2 separate regions of the Anas platyrhynchos genome follow, and region 2 is linked to region 1. Evidence: chromatin contacts called from public Hi-C data. All regions are on one chromosome and are shown on one strand. Each heading gives the region's core, a stretch centred on a gene start, on an enhancer-like site or on the middle of the called end of the contact. The rest is flanking DNA. Distances are from core to core; before and after follow the strand shown.

Evidence for each region. A called contact is a pair of places that touch in the nucleus more often than the background predicts.
Region 2: a Hi-C map of skeletal muscle shows a contact between it and region 1, with 4 times the contacts expected there. The contact joins two enhancer-like sites. A contact is called at or near these places in 4 of 8 Hi-C or Micro-C datasets (F1 follicle, liver, skeletal muscle and 1 more).

What each region holds. Positions count from the first base shown.
Region 1 is chr2:39,814,686-39,819,275 of IASCAAS_PekinDuck_T2T, forward strand. No RefSeq gene overlaps it. Among named protein-coding and RNA genes, the nearest start is that of BPNT2, 27 kb to the left of the region's middle. Within about 2 kb of position 1,841, at least 2 of the 8 cell types and tissues checked have an H3K27ac peak or open chromatin away from gene starts, as enhancers often do.
Region 2 is chr2:40,056,072-40,060,661 of IASCAAS_PekinDuck_T2T, forward strand. No RefSeq gene overlaps it. Among named protein-coding and RNA genes, the nearest start is that of PENK, 29 kb to the left of the region's middle. Within about 2 kb of position 2,815, at least 2 of the 8 cell types and tissues checked have an H3K27ac peak or open chromatin away from gene starts, as enhancers often do.

The sequences.
Region 1 (4,590 bases), core at 591-3,090:
GATGAATTATTACTGTTCAGTTTGACAGCTTGTTGTTATTTCTAATACACGCCTTTTCTTGTATTTTTTGATTTAATATTGTAGTAAACGGCAAATTTTTGTACAGTGGGCTTAAACTACTGGCAATATACTTTCTTCCTTCCAAACTCCATAAATTTATCCCACAAATTTACAGATGTTTGTGACTAGAACATGAAAGTCACAGTGTGAACTTCACATGAACATGTCTCTGTGCTAGCTTATTTCCTATCAGTTTTGCTTCTGCAAATCGTAACAATAAGTTCAATTGCGACAAGCTTACGTCCAAGCTTTGTGTGTTTTTAAGTACACAGCCACTCCCCTTGCCACTTCAACTTAATGGTAATTGTCTGATACTGTTAGAGGGGCAGCTCCTGCCCTTCCATCAGCTCAACTTCTCCTACATTTCAGTCTCATGCAAATAATCTCTTTATTCCCATCCATCATCAGCACAGCTTGACCTTCTCTAACTCTATACCTCCCCACACACTTTCTGTTGGCTTGTTTTTTAAAATTGAGATGTTTCCTCACCACATGCGCATTTTTAATTATTTATATTAACAAACGAAAGCCTATTCTGTTGCTTAAGCAATTGCAACACCCCATCTTACAATCATTAAAATACCGAGACTTGGTTCTCCAAATAATATAAACTGCCTTATATGTTTTGAAAGCATTTGGACTTCCTTCCAGCTAGCTAACAGCAGGCTTCTGTTTTGGTCTTCCTTATCTGGAAATGTTATGCCTCTCAGCAGCGTGTTGAAGCCTCTTGAAGCACCTCCATCATACTTATCTAGGCTCTTACTTGCCTCTGTACCAGCAACAACAATTTGCTCACTATTTTCTCAGCTGTTTGCTACTGAAATTATTTGGATATTTTTCTTATTTTTGTCATTGGCATTTGTTGTCCTTTTGTTCATTTCTCACACAGGGAAACAAACAAACAAAATCCTTTTCTCTTCCTTCCTTTTCCAGAAGCTTGCAGTGCTTTTCTCCACTATTGTTTACCAGTACTATACTAAAAACATAAAGAAAATGCAATAGTATTTCTTCACAGTGCCTTTTCTTTGTACCACATGGACTTCTAGTGACTGTCACCTTCCTGCTGGTGGCACTGAGAAAAAGTCAGCGTCTTAACACTCTCCTGCACATAGACATATGTCTATATAACTTTATATAACTAAATAACTCTATATAACTAAGTAACTTTGTGCTGCTCTCCAGCTCTGCAGATATATTCAGTCAAAACTTGACACAAGAAGAAAGAACAATAACCTAAACTTCAGGTGTCAGCTGAAGGGATTTTGCACCTGTGGTGAAAGCTAAAATAAATAGGTCCTTGCCTACCACAGGTATGATGCAGATTCCAGAACATCTAAGAGCAGTAAAGAGACATAGGGGAAAAAATATAAATAAATAATAATAAAAAAAAAATCCTAATTTTAAAGAAAAAAATCACAGACAGTGAGAGAAATAGATTTATGGGTCTACATTTGCACCCAAATATAATGTTAATGTAGAAATTGTCACTTCTGTGTGTGTGTGCAAGTAATTGCTACTGCTATTTATATATAGCTCTATATTCAAGTATAATACTTAAAAATAATATAAAGGCTAAGTTTCTTAGCTTAGCCATTGTAGGAGATGAAACTATTAAAACAAGAAAGCTTGTGCAATGTTTAAAAAAAATGTTTAAAAAAGGAGTCACTTTTTGTTTGGCCAGCCCTCTTCAGTAGAAATTGCGATGCTTTGAATCACTGACAGCAAGCACTGAGTTTTTCTTGATTCGTGTTAGTCACAGGCAGCTTTTGCAACACTGACTGCCTGAATCAGGACTACGCACAGCTTTGTTGTGTGTCTGTCTTATGACTGGGCTGGGATGTGTGTATGTGTGTGCAAGAACATTTTTTCATTCTAGGCACTGATTGGGATCATCAGAGAAAAGTCCTTGCTGAGTAACACTCTCTGAATTTCTGTTTCCACATCTAATACTTTCACCTATGAAAACTGCATTAGGACAAACAAATGGAAAATAATCTCACCGATGAAGAGTCTGTTATGACCATGCCTGTTGCTGCCTTCAGTTTGGCATGATTTCTGTAGTTAAGAGAGAGGCAATTTTCCTGAGGCCATATCTGCTGAATCACATGAAAGAGGAAAATGAGAACAGTAACTGCTCATTTTTGAAACTCCACATCTGAGATTCAGCGTTCTTATGAAAATTGCAGTTGAGGGAGAAGAAGTGCATGAATAATTCCTATATTCTATCGCTCCTATTCCTTGTGGGAATGTGGTTTGAATTTCTGTGGCTTGAGTCCATCTCAAGTCACGTGTTCAGGATGCTGGGAAGAGGAGAGGGAGGAAGAAGGATGTTACTGGAAATTAAATTAAGATTATATAGACTCAGGTCAAATATTTAGAATGCAAATTCCTTATCAAAATGTGATGAAAAATTATGATGATGACATATTGACAACCAAGAAGAAAATTCTGTCACTGGCATTTCATAAAACTTTGATTTTTGAGCCAAAACAGAGAAATTAAGATGGCTTAACCAAGCCACTTATGTTTTCATTTGGTCTAGTTTTCTTTTCACTTGAACTAACATTCAGTAACACAGGAATTAATATGCAAAGTTCATTCCTGTACACACCAACATTTCACTGTCAATTGGTTAATATATAATAGACAAAGCACAAAGGGTTTGATTACATGATAACAAACAATTAACATTTCAACGTTAACTTTCAAAACTAAAAGTTTATTTCAGTGTTATATTTAGCAGTGTTATCGTTTTTAAGGGAGTTCATCTTTATTTGTCTGCACTGTCGTAGTTTGTGCTGCCTTTGTAGGGGGAGAATGGGAAAAATAATATAAACTTAAGATTTTGAGGATCAGCATTGCAGTCTTTGCAGCATCTCTAGAAATGTTTTTCTCTTCTTGGAAAAATCCTAAATTTCTCTATATTAGGTGTTAAAAATCTTGACAATAGTAGACTTCCCTTTTTCAGCCATTGAGATTTTTTTTTTCACCTTCTTAAAGGTAAGGGTCTGAACAATATTACAATATCATATTCTGTTCCTTTTGGTAACACTTCTGCCTTCAACAAGTACAGAATGAAAATGGACAAAGAACTACCTACCTGAGATCAATGTGATCATAAGCTTCTTGTTTTAAGTGTTTCATTGTGGTAATCCTTTAAAACAAGTACCTTTCCAATAAATTACCTGAAATATATAGACTCAGTGTCACGGTGTTGGAAATTTTCTGCCCAGACTGTATGGACAGAGAGGCTCAAGCTTCTCCTGTGTCACCATTATGGTGCCCTCAGGATAGTGGATGGAGCATCTCATGTCTGAAGCACTTGGAATGATGGCCTACACCCATTTCCCACTGCCTCAATACGGCCATTTTTTTCTAAAAATAAAATAAAAATAGAAAATTGAGTAGTAGACACAAGCTGTAGCTGTATTACATAGAAATTTAATTAATTTAATAGGTAGAAAATAATGTCATCCTCAGTGTAAGCAAGACATGGGATGGACTCAGAACATGTTTGCTTCATAGCCCTCAGTGGAAACTCCTGCTGTTTATGCAAGTGACATTAGTTTTGTCTAAGATTTTTCTCATATCTTGAAGACTCTCCAAAGAATTTTATAACAGGGACTGGTTTAAAGCTAGACTGATGCTCAGGTGATTGCTCCAGTGGAATTGTTGGCAAGTCTTTAATGAGAACTGCAAATACTTGAGCCCTTTGAAGACCCTTCCAGGGTGGATTTCCTCAGAAGTACCTTAAAAGAAAACTCAGTTTGGGAATTTAAAGAAAAACTAAATCATGGTGTTCCAGATTTTGTCTCAATGTATGACTGTGTTTTTGGCAAAAGTAATTACTGAACTTCACTTCTTTGTGTGGGCAATAGGTACATTTTTGAGCATTTTATCAATAAAGCTCTTAGCCATCTGAAACTTCAGAGACAATGCTGCTTTTCTGTTTTGTCATAGAGCCCTTGAGGACTCCAAGTACTGTGCACATAAAAAGGAAAGGAAACGAGACTATGAAACAATTCATGTGACAGTGAAAGGAAATGTGACAAAAAAAAAAAAAAAAATCTGTTTCCAATTTCTCTTTTTGTGAAACCTTAAATGACTTGTATCTGATCTAAAAATCAAAACTTTTCCAAATTGCCACTTTCTTTTTTTCTTCTCATGAAGCAGAAGGAAATCTGCATCCTAGAAAGCAGAAAGCAGAAAGCAGGGAGAGGATTAACTGGCAAAAGATTAGGCTGAGTTTAGGTGAACTTTAACAGCCTCAGGTCTTTCTTCCTGTGCCATAGACAGTAGAAGCAGAGGCAGGAGTGCATTTATCCAGGAGTACTGTGTGTCCTCCACTTTGCACAGAAGGGACTAAATTGCAGGGAATTAGCAGCTCTTTGCGGATATGTCTGGAGACTGGGACTGACCTGGCTGGATTAGGGGTTCAGAGAGTAGTTGATCCTCCCCTGCCTGAATTTGGATTTGGAAAATTGTGAATTATATTAAGAAAATTCATTTTAGAGTCCAGCAAAATGGCAA
Region 2 (4,590 bases), core at 1,565-4,064, 240 kb after region 1:
AGTTCCATATCAAGAAATTGCTCAATAAATAACAGTGTTAAATGATTTATCTTTTGGCAAACTCAGCTCCTTCTAGAAAGTGTATTGTCAAAGTAGCAGCAATGATAAGCCCAGTACAAATAACAGAGATGTTGACACACAATAATGCTTCATTATCTAAACCACCCCACCTGGTAGTTAAGACTAAACAACTGTTGTGAAATACTTCCATGCTCTAAGACGCTAAGAGCTCTGTAGCACCTCAGCTGCTGTCAATGTTGCCCATATGTTAGTTAGACATTTTCCAGTGTTTTGGGGGACCAGTGTCCCACAGTTTTGGGGGTGAATTTTACTCTTCCTTTGGACCTTATAGTCAGCCAGGTTGCTCTGATGTGCCTCGCTAAAGTTAAACTTTTGCAGTACTTTATCACTAGAAGACGATATCCAAAATAGATTTTATGAGTTTGGTTCTAAATCGCCTTGGTTTTCATTTTATCAAGAAATACCTGATGTAATTTTCAGCTCTATTATAATGTATTTTAATGTCCTTCATGAGTTTTTGACATTAGAGAATATACACAAAGTTCAGTTGACCTATACAGTGATTTTAGTCTAGTACAGTAGAAGGAGAGCACACATATAATTAATGCAAAGTATCAAAATATGAAAGGGTATGTGTGTGTGTGTGTGTGTGTAAATATATCAATAGTGTAGTTGTAGCTGTTGGCCTATGTATATCCAAAAGTGGTTTTGCCAAAAGTTTTTAATTCTTGAAATTTCTCCAGTTGAGTCACCTGTACTGACTTTTACAGAAAAAGAAAAAAAAAAAAAGATGTATTTTTAAAAAACATGATGTAATGCTTCTTCTCTAACTTTTGTTTGTTTGTTTTTCATGTAATTAAAATAAATACAAATTTCATGCAGATGCAAGTGTATATATTCTTATTTTATACTTACATGCTTTCCTTTCTGCAATAGAGGGGATTAGATAGAGTAGGCTAAAGTGTAATCGGTGTCTTCTGTTGGATGATATGCTAAGAAGCAACAGAAAATAAAGAAAGAGGATGCATCCTCCTTCAGAACAGGAAACGAATTTGAAAGGAGGCAGAGTGGCAGTCCTAAAAAAAAGTCTTTGAAAGATACTGAGATCGTGACAGCAAATAACCGTAAAGTAGGAAATTGGGTTAGACCCAATGGCTCCTTCGTTATCTAAAGTCCTTCAGTACCTATAGCTTATATTTTCCTGTAGGCTGAAGGAACAGTTGTGCCTTTCCTGCTAAAGGGGAAAATTTGAGAGTCCAAAATTAATCAACTACCTTAAATTAAGAGCAGAACTGTGTTACTAATCATGCCTCCTTCACACTCAGGAGGTGAGCTCCCACACTGTAATCCCACGTGGAAATGGAAATTAGAAAAAAAAATGTTTCCGTTTAATATGTAAGCCATGTTACATAGGACCATGCTTTCCTTATGTCTGCCATCTCATAAACTGGTGATGTTACCTTAAGATGCGTAATTCTTTAATATATAAATATATTCTTTATATCTATGTTACTTAATAAATAATGCATATTACTTAATACATAAATAATTAATTAGTATATATATGACATTAATTTCATCATAGTTGATTGCTTTCTATGCAGACTTTAAAGTGGCTTTCTAATTAATGATTTCTTTCAATTTTCATTTTTTATTGTTTCCTTTCCAAAGAACACACAACTTTAGAGTTAGTTTAGAGAGTTAGTAACCACTGCAATAACTAATGAAGAAGCGAGAAGAAAAATACCATTTCTTGTATATAAGAAATAATGGCATTTGTTTATCAACAAAAGCATTAAACAGAATTACTAGATAACGACCTACATAATTTTGGAATAATGGTACATTTCTCACAACTTAAAACATATGTGATTTCAACCACACATATCTGCAACTGATGTATTGTTTGAATACTTTCTCATCACATGCACTTTGTAAATGAAAGGCACGTTTCCAGTTTGGCGATGGCATCATACCTAATGATGCTAATGCTGATTGATTAGATTCAGTGGTTAGTATTCTATTAAATGCAAAATACTTTAAAATACTTTTAATATTATTGCAACATAAATGCATTCAGATACTTATCAATATAACCTATTAAAAATCTAAGTAGAAAGTGTGGATTATGAACACTAGGAGATTTTGAGAATACTAGACTTGTAGCATTGTGTTTCTCTTGTACTATTAATGGGAATTGTCAACTTTCTGGGAAAATACAAGGAAGGAGTATTTAGCATTAAATAGCATTACATGCAAAAGTGAGAGGTGAGACATTTCTAGCTCTTCAGTACACATAAATCCTTTTTTGTCCTAGCATTTTTACCCTAGAAGAAGGGTAAAACAGAATTTCTTGCTTATATGTTGTTCTGCAGAAGAGTAAATCTTTTAAGATTATGTTTTGTTAAACTGTGACACTTGGAAAAGGTGATTAACCACGGAGAATATTTTTCTAATTCTACAAAGAAGTTGTAGACAATATTTAAGCTGTGTCTGTGATGAATAGCCTAACGTGCCTTGGAAGCTGTTCCACCTAAATTTCCCTGTAAAATACATAAGCTGCTCTGGTCCAAGATCAGAATTATGTGTAACAATTGAAGTTTTATGCTTTTTCTGGCTTCCTGAGAATCAAAAATTTTAACAGGATACCAAGGAAAAAAGAAAAACAGGAAAGTTGCTTCTGCTTTCATTCTCTATGCTTAGTCAAATGTACATGTATATGAGCAGTGCAATGCTTCGGGGGATGACTAAAAACAAGGACAGTGTTAGTTTCTCCACTGAGTTGATGACTAATGCCTGGCTGTCACAATAGGTGTAAAACTCTGCTTGTGGTGTTCACTAGGCAGTACATCACAGGCACACACCACGGGCTAGCCCCCACGTTGCTCTTTAAGTGCACTTCCTCCTCATCTCTGCTGGAGGGGTCCCAAATACTGCTAAAATGTAATGGTAAAATAATATTCCACTGATTGCAGACATGACAAGGTCCATTTTCAAATCCTCCTGACTATTAAATCAAACCATTTATTAGAGGCAAAGACTTCAAAGACTCTTTCTTATAAGGAATACTTGTTTCCAGACATATTTCTTTCAGCCTGTCATAGTCAGAAAGAACTAACCAGTTTTCCTAAAACTGTAAACCACAACAAGAGTAACGAAAACCAACAAAATAGAAAGCTATATAGAAAACTGTTTTTATCATCTGTGCCAAACCAGTCTGCAAACTATAAGGTGTGGGAGAAGGTTTTTCTTTCCTTCATGAGACATGACTTTTATCAAAGGACAGCAAGGTCACATGGCAAATTTGGGGAGAAAGTGCTAACAATTTGGAAGAAAGGGGATTTATCCTGAGCAGGTGACAGTAGAATGAATTACTGCCTCTGCATTACAGACAGGCATCTCAGGAAGGAAAGTAAGAAACAGCTATAGAAAGACATTTAACCTTTTATACATCTTTTCCCCACCAAAACTCTGTGGAGGTTCAGAAGATTTGGACCCCTACTGAAGTATGGTGAGATCCAGAGCACAGTGGAGGCTGTTGGAGAGCTTGAGGTTGACCAGGTAACTCCGTCCTGTCCCTCACCAATGGGAACATTTTCTGTCAGTGTTCACAGACAAATGCAGACACACAACCACTCTTTCAGTCCTTTATGTTAGAGCATGTAAAACTGCTCAGAATTCCCCAATCATTAGAAAAGATACCTATAATTTATGTCACTTCAAATAACAGAGGACTGCCCTCCCACTTTTCTCTCAGGACATGGAGCTACCAGGTAGGTGGCTGGCATCAGAGCTCTCCATGCCTGGATACCTTTCTACAGCTACAGAGAGGTCAGGCTGATGTCCACGGCATGATTTGTTCTTCCCAGAGCACTGGGGTTTTCAGCTCACCACAGAGCCAGTCTTTCCACAGATGACTCTGATCTAAAAAGCAAAGATTCTTAGCATTTCCCTTAATTTAAAGCTTATGGAAAAAAAATGCATTCTACTGTAAAGCATTTTCCTTCTTTAGCATCAATCAAATTATATTCAAATGGTAATTAACTTGTCCCATTTGATTAACTAGTTCTCTGAACGGGACTAGCCTTAGCTCGTATCAACCAGGCTGAAAATCTTTTTTAATTCAGCAACCCTCAGTATACACTGTCACAACTCAGTTCATGATACCAATGGCCTCCTGTCTCCCCAAAAATATGGGAAAGAAAAATCAGGAGCTTCCAATCATTTTAAGAAATATGTAGTCTTGCCTTATTAGAAAGGCCTTGGGTGACACCATAGCCCCAAACAACTTAATAGTTGATAGAAATAACCATTAAAATGGCTAATTAAGTGGTTATACGCATTTCCATGTGAGCTAAAAGTGTTCCCACAAGACTGATATATCCCTAGCCTCCTGCTGGTCCCCAGTGTACTTTTCCCATCACAATTCTGAGGAAGAGGGACCAAGGGAGGAGTAGGTGACTCAGAAAAAGGAAAAGTCAGTCTGAAGCTGGTTGCTGCCATTCTTAGCTCAAACTAAAACAAACATTAAAAATAGTTGCCTTTGTTTGGAAGCAAGGACACCTCCTC